3 separate regions of the Zea mays genome follow, and all the other regions are linked to region 1. A link is a contact called in public Hi-C data. All regions are on one chromosome and are shown on one strand. The core of a region is the stretch at or near the end of the contact, and the rest is flanking DNA. Distances in the headings are between cores, read along the strand shown.

Region 1 (4,164 bases), core at 1,165-3,664:
CGCGAAGCAGAATGCGAGCATGCGAGAATCACTAACTAAATGTTGTTTTTATACTAAAAATAAATTAGCTAAAATATGTGAAACGATGAAACAATATTATTAACATGTCGTTACAAATCTAACACAACCGGAACGAGACAAAATGGATCTATGACGTAAAATATATATTGAATATTTACTAGTTCGCGTATTTAAGAAGAGGTAGCGTATTTTAGTTGGCTGAGCCGAAACCACAAGGAGTACCACAAAATCGTGGCCGCAACCAATCCTGCACAAATCTTTTTCTACGTGAGTGGTGAGCCATTCAACTACGTGCATACTTCATCGTGGGGAAAGGAAATAAAAAGTAATAATAAAAAAACTGCAGGTGGGGCCACTACGGTTTCTTCTTCAATATCACGCACGAACGGTTTCTCCTCTCTCCTTGGCTCCGTGCATGAATTGCAGCAACACAAAAACCGGATCACGTAGGGGGCACACACGGCGGGGCGGGCTTGTCTGTGGTAGCTCAACGGAGGATAGGGCTGACGGCGACGACAGCTGCCCTGGGGGCCGCATGCAGGGGCTAGCTCGTCGTGGGCAGGGGCCTCGTCGGGTGGGGCTTCAGGCTTGGAGTAACAACAGCAACCATGGAGTTGGTTGTGCCTACAGCAGCACAGTAGAGGAGAGAGGGTGGCTGGGGAGCACGCCTTGGGCACAAGCGAGGACGAGGTGCGCGCGCCAGGGAGTAGGGGCGGCTAGCCGGCCACGCCGCTGGCCACCGTGCCGGGGCGCCGGGCTTCGCCTGGGGAGGGGCTGGGTTCGGCTGGTTCGGCCGGGCTCCGGGTACGTCGAGTTAGCGCCATGTCGAGTACGGCAAGAGGCGAGGAGAGGGATTGAGAGAGGAAGGGGCGAGCTCACCATGAACGAGCGAAGGGGCAGGTCCAGCATGAACGACGTTGCGAACTCCGGTTGGGCGAGAGGGAGGAGTGGGGAGGAGGGCATCGGGCCTGTTTGAGAGGAACTACGGCGTGCTATGGATCCTCCCGATTTTGAGGGCGGCGTGGGGGAATAGGCGGTTGAGGAAGGGAGCTCCGCGCGGGCGTGAGCGACAGAAGCTGCGGCGCAGATACGGTGTGCGGAGCTGTGGGGATTTCACGGTGGATGCGCACCTGCGTGCAGTGCAGCGCGGCTGCTGGGCTGCGTGCGCGCTCGGTGGGCCACTGGCACAGGGGTGCGGTGCTGGGCCGGGGAGGTGAGCGTGCGGAGTGGGCTAGGGGAAGGGGTTTTGGCGACGGGAAAAAATCTACGCCTATATAGAGAGGATGGATGGGGTCAGACAGTTGCGGAGACCATTGCGCGACGAGGCAACGTGAAACGAGTTGGTTGCGACTGCGTTCGTGTCGCACACATGTGTGAAACAAATGGCCATTGCAACAACAACGAATGCACGCGATCAGAGGTAGACGGGGTTAGACGAGGATAGCCGACGCGAACAGCATGCCGTTCGCGAGAAGCGGTTCAGTGATCTCACGAAAAAGGGCACGAGATCTAGAACAGGCTCGACGAGAGGAAAATATATATACATATGTTATCGAGTATCCAAAATTTTATAGTTTTCGCAAATACTAAATTTTCGACAGTTTAATTAATATTAGAAAAACTAAAATTCATATTTAATACTCGAAGAAACGTTCCGAAGATTCCAAAAACTCTTAGGAACATCCTCGAGATATTTTAATCTGTTGTGATAATATTTTGCACTCATAAATACTATGCATCAGCATGAATGCAACAATCAAAGTCCCTCTAAGATTTTATTTTACTAGGCTTACACATATATATAAAAAATAACTCTTCTATTTAGAAAAAAGAAAATAAAAGCAAGGAAAAGAGAGGCTAACACCTGAATTTGGTGAATATTAGAAAATAAATTTTATACCTTTAAATTCAGGGTGTTACACGATCCAATTTATCCTTCAGCACGTTGTGTTGGCGACGAAATCGCGTATACATTCGCAGATATGGTTCCGGCTAATTTTAGTCAAATCACAGAGCAAATTATCGATGCCAAAACTAGTTTATTTTGGTCTATCATTTCTCGCTCCGATCCAAAACTTCGGATATAAATATCGGGTGCAAATTCATCTGACTCCGAAGTATTCACTAAATCATAACCCTGTACAATTATTGTTGTCAGTCTCATTTTTTTTGTTCGATCTCTGATTATATCTTTGAGACCCGGATCTGATAGTATCAAAATATCAACTTTTTGTTTTTGCAAATATGGGAGTTTGAATGAGAAAAAAAAATAAAAAAAATCTCACGTACCTATCTCCTACGGCCGCCCTTGGCTGGAGATTTTTCTTTCTCCCACTATTCACCGCTCTCTCTCCCTCCGTAATCTTCATCCGTGGAAGATTTTTCCCCACCCCCGCTTACCTCCTGCTTCTTATCCTAGAATGCAGCAGCCGTCTTCCTCATCTTTGCAACAGCCACTAGCCCAAGCTCCATAGCCGTCGTGCCTCCTCTGTTGCTTCTTCTGCTATACAGAGCGCCTATCTCCAATTCTCCATTTCCTACGTGCTGCAGGAGCTCGGTCTCTGCTCCAGCACGGTTTTCTTCTTCCCTGCTGCGCGCACTGCTCCCTAGAGCTCACCGCGCCCAGCCGTTCTTCCCTGCGCGCGCGTCTGCTCCCTGGCCGTCAAGTTCCTCTGCTATGAGCTCGCCCTACTCCCAAAGCGCGTCTCTAGTTCCCTGCTCGCCTAGCTCGGATTGAGCCGCGCGCCCAGCGCTCCCTCTGTCCGTTGCCATAGCTCGGAACTTCCTGGTGCTCGCTCAGTCTGCTCGTCGAATCTCCTCCGTGCTCCCATGGCGCCCCGGCGTTTCTCCCAGCCGAGCACTTCTTCTTCCCACAACCGCGCCCTTGGTCCCCGCCATGAAATTCCCTGCATGCTCCTCAAGTTCCCAGCGCCGGCCGTGCCTGGCCAGATCTCCCTCCAGCTCGGCCCCGCCCTCTGCGTGTGCTCCTCCCTGCTCAGTTCTCCTGCGTGCCGCGCGCCCTTCGTTCCTGTCTCACGCGCGCTAGCCAGCCCAGAGCTTCCCTGCGCGCGCCTGGATCTTCTCCCTCCCAGGCGTTCGGCTGTTCGAACCGCGTCCAGCCGAACGGCTCCTCCCACGCGTGCTCCTCCATCCTCCTTGTGTCCCTGGTTCTTTCCCCTGCGCTCCCAACCGTCGAAGCTCCCTACACTCGCCCCTGACCTCCCATGGCTGTATGCCCCATCTCAGCTTTGCCCTCTGTTCGGCGTGTTTGCCCCTGTAGAGCCCGCCCAGCCTCCATTTTTTCCCAGCCTGGATCTCCCTGCTCGCCTTGCTCCTCCGGCGCCGTGGTTTTCTGCTCGCTTGGCCGGCCATGGTGGCTATGCATGCCTTCTGGCCGTGGATGGTTCTGCCCAGGCCACCGTCGCGCCCAGAGAAATGGTGCGCGTCCCTGCGCCTGGTTTTCGTTTCCGTCGCGCCGATCTGTGCTCCGTCCTGGCCATCTTCTCTGCCTCCGATCTGTGGCGCCGTCGCAAGCTCGTTAGCCACTATTGTCTTGTCCACGCCAGCACGCGTTCATGGTCGCGTCGGCCAAATTCACCAACGTTCTATTACCAATTCGACTATCATCGCTGTTGCGTGCGCTCGCGCTCTCTATCCCCTGGTCGACCTCGTCGTCAGGCTTCGCCTTGCAGGTCGTCGTTCTTCGCTCAGCAAGGTTTCATTCTAAGCGCCGCCCTTCAAGTTCGCGTCCTTGGCGGACTCGCACCTCCGTGTCGTGTCCGCTCGTCCATGCTGTCGACCCGTGAGGACACAGGGTCTCGCTAGAGTCGCGCTGCCGTTGACGCAACGCAGGGTCTCGCTCTTTTTCGTGCTCGACCTTACAAGTCTCCAACTCGTCGACATCCTTTGCATCATGGAAAAATCCTGAGAGTTTGAATAAAGCAACAAATCCCATGTGATGCAACATTTGCCAAGAGCTCGACCGGATGTCTAAACTGAGAACCGTCGTCGCCCTCACGGTTATCAAATCGATTCGATCATGGTGAGCCAATTTATTATTTTGTGATTATTGGGCGTAGTTGTATATCGATAACTAGTATTTCCATATGAACTTGTACAACGTCTCGCCGCTAGGTGTTTAAG
Region 2 (4,164 bases), core at 786-3,285, 960 kb before region 1:
GCATAGTCGTCTGAGGTCTTTGAGACAAGGACAGGTGCATGTGGGCCCAATAACTTGGGAGGTTCTGCCACACTGATGGTTCGCTCTGCCTCGCGGACGTGCTCAGCAAGGACCTGGTTGGTCGATCCGACTCGCAGCTTTGCTTGACAGGGACCTGGTCAGTCGCTCTGCCTCGCGATCCTGTTCGGCAGGGACCTGATCGGTCGCCTTACCTTGTGAACTTGCTCAGTGGGGGAGACTTTGGTCAGCAAGAAGGTTTCATGGGCCTTACTTTTGGTACTCCGTTCCTAGGTACCCGATAATACTTTTCCAGCATATTTAAATATCTCCTCCTATTTCATTCATCCCCCTATTTCACCTCATCTCCAACCTATGGGTAACTCCTCCAACTCAGTATAGAAAAGGGGAAGTATATCAATCAGGATGACCATATCTATGTCGCTGACGATGTGCGCAACGGAACTGATCGATCGAGGATGAGGAATGTGGCTAGCCTCACGAAGTCTGAAAGGACCTGGTCGAATGCGGGGCAGGCTGCGCTAGTGAGGAAGCCCGTGGACGCCTCAGAGGTCGAACTTGACGGCTATACGGTGTGGAAGCTCTGGATCCACTTCACTCCACTAGATCTACTCGTTGTGCCTCGTCGGTCGTCTCTATTTGAACTGTCGGACCACCGTCGGGCGAAGGCACCTCCACGGACATAGGGTTCTTCAATGCTGCTCGGCATCGCACCGAAGCGTCAATGTATGTGGAAGAAGCCAGGGCTAGCGAACGTGCGTCACGAGAGGAACTTTATGTTGGCGAGAAGAGCACCGACTCGACTGCGATGGGAGCATAGGGTCACCTCACATACGAGGCGTTTACGTAGCTCACGGAGGGAGGGGGAGAAAATGGTGTGAACAATTGGATGCTTTCGGGGAGCTATAGTGCCCATTTATGAGGGGGAGAGAGACGGTTCGGGAACCGTTGGAGATGGCCTTCGCTAGGGAACCAAATAGCCCTCCAATATCAGCATTAAACATTTTTAGTTTCACTGAGACTAACATAGTCTACTCCATCCGTTTCAATTTATAATTCGTTTGACCTTTTTATACCAAATTTGATTAATTTTGACTAATATACTTTAAGTGTGGCTTTGATTTTTTTATTTTTACGTAAAAAATTGAATAAGACGAGCCGGTCAAACTTGAAAATGTCAAACGAATGATAAATTGCGACAGAGGGAGTACTTAAGAGCCAGATTATCATATGTGTTCATTTTATTGTTGACTCTTTGTGACGTGGTAAATACATAAAGCCTCGAGCTACTTTATTAGCCTTTGCTTTATTTTTTAATCGTGACAGCCTCCAGGATTAGGGTTGAAAACGGACGAAAAAATCCAGTCCTAATCTGTACCGTTTTTCACATTTAACTCGTCCATTTTCGTATTTTCGGAAAAATCTGGAAACAGGAGAGTCTATTTCGTCCGTTTTCGTGGGATCCCATTTTTCAAATTTAACCCATATTTATCCCGTATTTAAGAAATCCGGGATGACCCCAATATACATTAGTGCACAAACTAAATTATCATATTCTTAAGTGATATATTATAACATAAGTGGTCATTCTAGCCACCGGCTCTCCTTAATGGCAAGTGGTTTAAAAGCTCAAACGACATCGATCGTAGCTATATATACTATTGGCAAGCAAACAACAATAAAATGTTGTCTCTCTATATCTATTTGTTTCATATAATTGTCATGCTAGTCAGTCATCAATATTGTACGTGTATGTATTAAATTACGAGTTTCCGTTTAATATTTCCGCTTTCGTTCTTTTTCATACACCCATTTATCTCACTACCGTTTTCGTTCTCGATTATTCTGGACCTATCCTGTTTTCGGTGATAAAATGTGGGGACGAAAACGGGAGATGCGTTTTTTTATCGGTTTTCATTCCTAGACAGGGTAGACTACATATCATGTCTACAGTAGAAGGTTTGTTTTTTTACATATGAACACGGGCACACGAATCGTCGGCTCACGGCCTCGTCACGCCCACCCTCTCCCTCTTCGGGTTCCAGGCTTCCAAAGTTGTCAGAGACGGCGAGAGTAGGGGGTTTCCAGGAAGCTTCGCCAGGGCGCCGGTAAGTTGACTGGATTTGCTGCTAGGCAGTCAGGCAAGCTCGAGTTTTGCCATTTGAGAAGGAGAGGGAAAATGATGACCTCGTGGCTTCTGGGCCGCCGGGGCCCCTCCGGCTTCTCCTGGAGTTCCACCGCCGACCAAGTCACGCAGGGCATCTCCGCCGCCGGCCTCACCGCCATCGTCACTGGTCCGTACTTATTCCCCAACATTTCTTCTTCCTTCTTCATAGTATTTATTATTAGTAATCCAGCCCAATCCCATCCAGGGGCGTCCAGCGGCATCGGCGCGGAGACGGCGCGAACGCTGGCGCTGCGCGGGGCCCACGTCATCATGGCCGTCAGGAGCCTTCCCGCTGCCCAGGCCGTCAAGGACGCCGTCCTCGCCCAGGCGCCGGGGGCCAAGCTCGACGTCATGGAGCTCGACCTCTCGTCCATGGCCTCTGTCCGCGCTTTCGCGTCCCAATTCATCGACAGGGGTCTCCCCCTCAACATCCTTATGTATGTATTATGTTTATATTAATTGTTGCCTGCTTTGCTACCTGGGATGAATTATGACTCCTAACGAATCACTAATTCAGTCAGGAGAAACAGCTCGTACTCGGTTCCAAATTACAAGATGTTAATGGTAGAATTTATTTAACTTTGTGTGATTCTTGTGTTTGAGATTCTCTTGTGCCTGTTCTAATAATCTGACTATATATTGATAGGTCTGCTAATTCAATGCTGGTTCTCTTGACATTTGTTCAAAGTGTAGCTTCAATATATCTTATGGCATTTAATTGATTACTTGGCCCTCTTGCTGGCAGCAACAATGCAGGAGTAATGGCAATACCTTTTGCGCTTTCAAAGGATGGAATTGAGATGCAGTTTGCAACTAATCATGTTGGTACGCATTCAGTATACTTCACTGCTTGTTTAAACTGTTGTGTGTATGGAGATTTCCTACTTCAAATCATATAGCATTGTATAGCACGTGCAAGTCTAGCGCTCTAACTCAAGCTGGAGTTTTTTACCTGACCGTTATTCAGAAGTTTTCATTTATCATGGTGTTTAGACACAATTTTACTAAACTGTGGTTCTAATTTCATAATTTTCAGGGCATTTCCTGCTCACACACCTTCTATTGGATACCATGAAGAGGACCTCTCATGAATCAAATTTGGAAGGAAGAATTGTCAACGTGTCATCAGAGGGGCACAGACTTGCATATCGGGAAGGAATCCGTTTTGACAAGATCAACGATGAATCAGTGTATGTAATTGCTGTGCTGTGATTATGTTCTACGGTCTAATTTACTTTGTTTTGAAGAAAACCTAGCCACTTGTTCAATCTTGTGTTGTGCAGGTATAGTAGCATTGGTGCATATGGGCAATCAAAGCTTGCAAACATATTGCATGCTAATGAACTTGCCAGGCGATTTGAGGTATGTCTTGTCCATCTAACACATGCATGTTTTCTTGACCTTATGGTGCATGTATAGTTACAATGCATTTGTATGCATTGCAACTTTTTTTCTCGAGCGCGCATGAGAGCTGCGCACCATTATATTAAGAAGAAAAAGATCTAAAATAGACCGATACAAACCGTCGGAGCGGTAAATGCACGAAAATAGAAGAGGGTTACAAGACAGCAGAGAGAACCTGAACCACACAATACACTAAGGCCAAATCTGCTTCAGCCCCGGTGCCCCTGCTAAGCACCATAACCTGGCTTCCTCCTTAATATCTTTGACAACCATGGCCACACTGGGGAAATTTTATCAAAAACACATGCATTACGATGTTTCCACAGCCACCAAGCCACAAGAGCGACCATCGAGTTAAAGCCTCCTCTCTTCTGTTTAGGCTCCTTCAACACAGCTGCCTTCCACCATTATTGGAAAACTGAAACGCCAGGATCAGGAGCTAACTGCTGCAGACCTATTAGCGAGAGCACCAAGAACCAAGTTTGCCTAGCAAAGACGCAAGCCACAAGAAGATGCTGTATAGTTTCCTCCTCTTGATCACAAAGCAGGCGATACTTACGGTGCGCTAAGCCTCG
Region 3 (4,164 bases), core at 761-3,260, 650 kb before region 1:
CATGGAGTATTTGATAAATATATACTTGTTATATATCTTGTAGTTAGAAGAGTTGGAAGAGTCAAATATTTTCAAGTTTGATTATATTAAAAAAACATTAACATTTGTATCTTTCAATAAATTTACTATAAAAATATATAACAAAGTTTATTTAATGATGTTTGTTGAGATAGTAAACATTAATACTTTTACATATTTAATTAAAATTAAAAATTTTTTCTTTCTGAAAATACTGACTTATTGATAATTAATATTTTTAATATATTTGATCAAATTTAAATTTTATTTTTATATTCGATCAAACTTGTTTTTTTCTTTTAGGTCATTTATTTTTTGAGGTAGGGTGAGCACTTATTTATTTTTAGAAGTATGGTGGGAGTAGGTTTGAAGCCAACGGGAATTAAGCAAACAGCACGCCATCTGGCTGCTTACTGCATCCAATTGGACTTGTGGCTCCCAAGTCACTGTCGCTTGCTCTTCATCAGGGATAGGTAGGATACACCCTTTACGGAACGGTGGAAGTGAGGGTAGACTGGTAGAGCATCAATGGCGGGCGAAGAAGAGATCCCGCTGCTTTGTTACTGATCAAAGCAAATATCCGTGAATCCATCGAAACTTAGCTCTATGTATGATCCGATTCAATACACACCTAGCGGTGGGATTAATTCATTCGGCATTTTTTCAACTCGCAAACGAGGATCTCTCAAACCACAATCTCAGCATGAATACCGCCGCAATAAACCACAACGTAGAACATTATCTAATTTGCGGTTCATCAAGTAAATATTTATTTAGGACACCCGGAAGAAACGAAGGTGAAGGTAGAAGACAAGCGCAGCAGCCAGGCAAATGATGGGAGCTGAGGATCAGATCCGATCAGTAGTCGTCGTCGCCGCCATAGTTGTCGTAGCCGCCCCCGTACGAATCTTCCCTCTCCAGGTTCTCCTCCACCCTCTCCGACACGCGCTCCTCGAACTTGTCCTCCAGGTAGCTCGCCCCACCGGCCAGCGCCAGTCCTCCGAGCACGCCGGCCGCCGCGCCGACTGCCAGCCCCGTTCCCATCCCCATCTTGTTTTTCTTCTTGCCGTCGGCACCAACGGCGCTGGTTCCGTACGCAGCGGTAGCAGCATCGACGGGAGGAGCGCCGTAAGCAGCGGCGACAGGAGGAGCGCCGTAAGCAGCGGCGACAGGAGGAGCGCCGTATCCCGGCTGAGGAGGCGGCGCGGAGCCATAGGTGGAAGGGTACCCGGCAGGAGGCGCCGCGGTGTAGGGCTGCGCGGCGCCGTAGCTGCCACTGCCGCCGTAACCGCCGCCGCTGCCATAGCCTCCTCCGGAGCCGTAGTAGCCGCCAGCAGCCGCGGATGAGCCGTAGGGGTCACGAGTGCCCGCGTTGGCGTAGCCCGCGGGGGCCGGGTAGGGATTGGGGTCATAGTACCTGGACGGCTCCTTGACGGCTACGCGGACGTCGAGGTGGCCGTGGGGGCGGCCCGAGGGGCGCTTGAGGCGGAGATTGCGCGAGGCCTTGCCCCCTATCCCGGCGTCGTCGAGGACGTCGCGGAGCGGAAGGCGTGCGGAGCCGACGAGAGGCTTGACGCCCTCGGCGGCGTTGGCGTGGACGACGTCGATGTAGAGGACGGCGTCGTCGAGGCGGGAGGTGGGCGGGAGCGGGACGAGGAGCTTCTCGTCCCACGTCGGGTTCTCGCCGTTGTCGAGGTCGACGCGGGTGGAGCACTTGGCACCGGAGTCGATCCAGACGACGGCGTACGGCTTGAGTTCGCCGTTGCGCCAGTTGACGTTCTTGAGGTCCCGGGCGGAGCCCACGGTGACCTCCACCTCGTAGCGTGAGCCCATCGCTGTCGCTGGTGGCCGAATGGGATGGATCAGGGGGGAGGAAGGATAGAAGGGAAAGACTTTTGCTTCTGCGTGGATTGCACGAACTGGACCGGCGTACATAAATAGGGACTTGGCCGCGGGGTCGGGGAAGAGTGGACGACGCGACGCCGGGTTCTGTCTGCCCGCCTTCCTACCCTGGCGGCTCGACCGGGGACTGGTGTGCCAGTGGAATCGAGTCATCGACGGGATCTCCACGCGGCTTCCTGGTCCTGGCCTGGCCTGCTGTGTGCGCGCGTGCCTGTTGCCTCCCGCCCACGTTTGACCCGACTGACCGCGGCGATGCGAGGTCCGCAGGAAATGGAATGCATTATGCACCAGCAGTAGCATTGGGGCGCGCACCGGACCCACCCAACTACCCCGCTCCATGACAACTCCATGGGTCACAGCGCAAGCGGGTCGGGACGGAACGCCTGCCTGCGGTCTTTGCTGGTATGGGGACTTTGCAGTTTCAATTCGGTGTCTTGTTTGCTTAGCTATTAAGGAGTGACGACATTTGCCCTCGGGCCACCATGCATTCTCTCGTTTCCTTCCACCGTTGTACAACATTGACCATTATACGCCTCATTATTACTACTGCTAGGATTATATCTCTATATATGGACTGCATTACCGATATCTGAGCTAAGCTAAGCTGTGCAGACCAGACCCACGTCGTACTGACAGGATTTGAATCCTGATTTGAATTTCGGCATCAGAAGTTGACACTGTATCATGATATAGCATGTAAGAGCATCTGCAAGAGACTCTTCATTTTTTTTCTTTATTTGACTATCTATTTACGTTTTCATAAAGATTACACTTTATATATAGCATCTCAGTCCAACAGACTATCTATTTAGTTTGGCTAGTCAGGTGGCTAGCCAAATTTAGCTAGTGAGAGAGCCAATTTACAGAGTCAGATAGCTTGCGAGTTAGATAGCTAGTCTGATGGAGATTTAATTTACTATTGAGTAGCTAAAATTTGACTTAGCGAGTTATTTAACTAGTCTCTTGAAGATGCTCTAATAATTTAAAGCTTAAATTAGCGATTGTACACTGAAAATTTACTCTTTTTTCTAAGAAAAAGTCTACTTAACCTTCTGAGCTATTTGGTCTACTTCACTCTTTCACGTATAAAATCAGGTATTCTATCTCTCAAGACATTAAAGTTATTTAGCCAATAAAATTGTCTAAATAACGCTTGAGATAATTTTAAGGTGATTTTGGTGACGTCTTGGAGGGTTATTCAGACGGTTTTCTGTAGCTTGATAGTAGAATACCTGGTTTTATAGATCAGTGAATTAAGTAGACCACCATAAAAAAATAGTAGGATTTGCTCAAGAAACATTTTGATTCCAGTGATTTTTTTTTAGATACGACACCCACTAAAATACTCATTTCTAGCTTTCGAGGGTAAAACGAGCGATGAAATGCCATTTTCGCCGTGTAATGATGGTACCAGGGTAAACTACTAAAGAAAGGATCATTTGTATCAGTTGAGAACCGGTTACACTACTGGATTCTCAGCGGGTACTGAACAACCAGGACTAACGGCACTAATCAACCAATTAGGAATATAATTAGATTAGATACAAATGGATATTACTTTTTCTATATTTGTTTTCACATTTTTCTCTCTTGAATTCAGATCGAATACAGATATTATCGAGTTGTGTTGGATAAGATTTAAATGAATATCAACATCTTAAATATCCAACTTCTAGTATATGAATACAGATATAAATCGGATACAAATTAGATAATGAATACTCGGATATAGATCGGATCTCAGTCCTCTTAGACAAATAAAATTCAAATACAGGTAGATAATATCTATATCATTTATATCCCTGGTGCTAATCTTTAATCATGATTATATAGCTCAGTGTTATCCTAAACGGTTTTAGAAGACCGTTTAAACAGGTCTAAACGGTGAGCAGAGGAACACCGTAAAGTTTAGGGCCTATACGGTCCTCTAAACAGTTGACCCGTTTAAATGGTCAACACTGAGATTAGTCTACCATTTACATTGCCATTGCATGGCCTAATACTAAAGAGGAATCTTTAATACTGATTCAAACCAAGAACTAGTACCAAAGATGTAACTTTTAGTACCAATTCGATCTAAGAACTGGTACTAAAATGGATGGATACTTTTTTATTCTAAATATTTATAAATTTATATTTATGGATATTTAGTATATATATATATACATATTCACATGCATACTAACTAAAATGTCTACATCTACATTAATAGTAATAGTAATAAAGGTTGGGAACATTATATAT

The links. Hi-C and Micro-C count contacts between places; a contact is called where the count stands out from the background.
Region 2: a Hi-C map of leaf mesophyll shows a contact between it and region 1, with 4 times the contacts expected there. The contact joins the promoter of LOC100217007 here to the promoter of LOC103632383 in region 1. A contact is called at or near these places in 3 of 25 Hi-C or Micro-C datasets (bundle sheath, ear and leaf mesophyll).
Region 3: a contact with region 1 is called in a Hi-C map of bundle sheath, with 4 times the contacts expected there. The contact joins the promoter of LOC100279462 here to the promoter of LOC103632383 in region 1. A contact is called at or near these places in 2 of 25 Hi-C or Micro-C datasets (bundle sheath and ear).

What each region holds. Positions count from the first base shown.
Region 1 is chr7:55,066,936-55,071,099 of Zm-B73-REFERENCE-NAM-5.0, reverse strand. It overlaps LOC103632383, which reads left to right and starts at 2,414. Exons shown (of 2, transcript XM_008654221.2): 1 at 2,414-4,063. The coding sequence starts at 2,851. The coding sequence ends at 3,846.
Region 2 is chr7:56,022,050-56,026,213 of Zm-B73-REFERENCE-NAM-5.0, reverse strand. LOC100217007 (Retinol dehydrogenase 14) reads left to right here and starts at 2,035. Exons shown (of 8, transcript NM_001143383.1): 1 at 2,035-2,312; 2 at 2,391-2,622; 3 at 2,931-3,010; 4 at 3,222-3,375; 5 at 3,469-3,547. The coding sequence starts at 2,198.
Region 3 is chr7:55,716,867-55,721,030 of Zm-B73-REFERENCE-NAM-5.0, reverse strand. It overlaps LOC100279462 (Calcium-dependent lipid-binding (CaLB domain) family protein), which reads right to left and starts at 2,010. Exons shown (of 1, transcript NM_001152467.2): 1 at 644-2,010. The coding sequence starts at 1,851. The coding sequence ends at 877.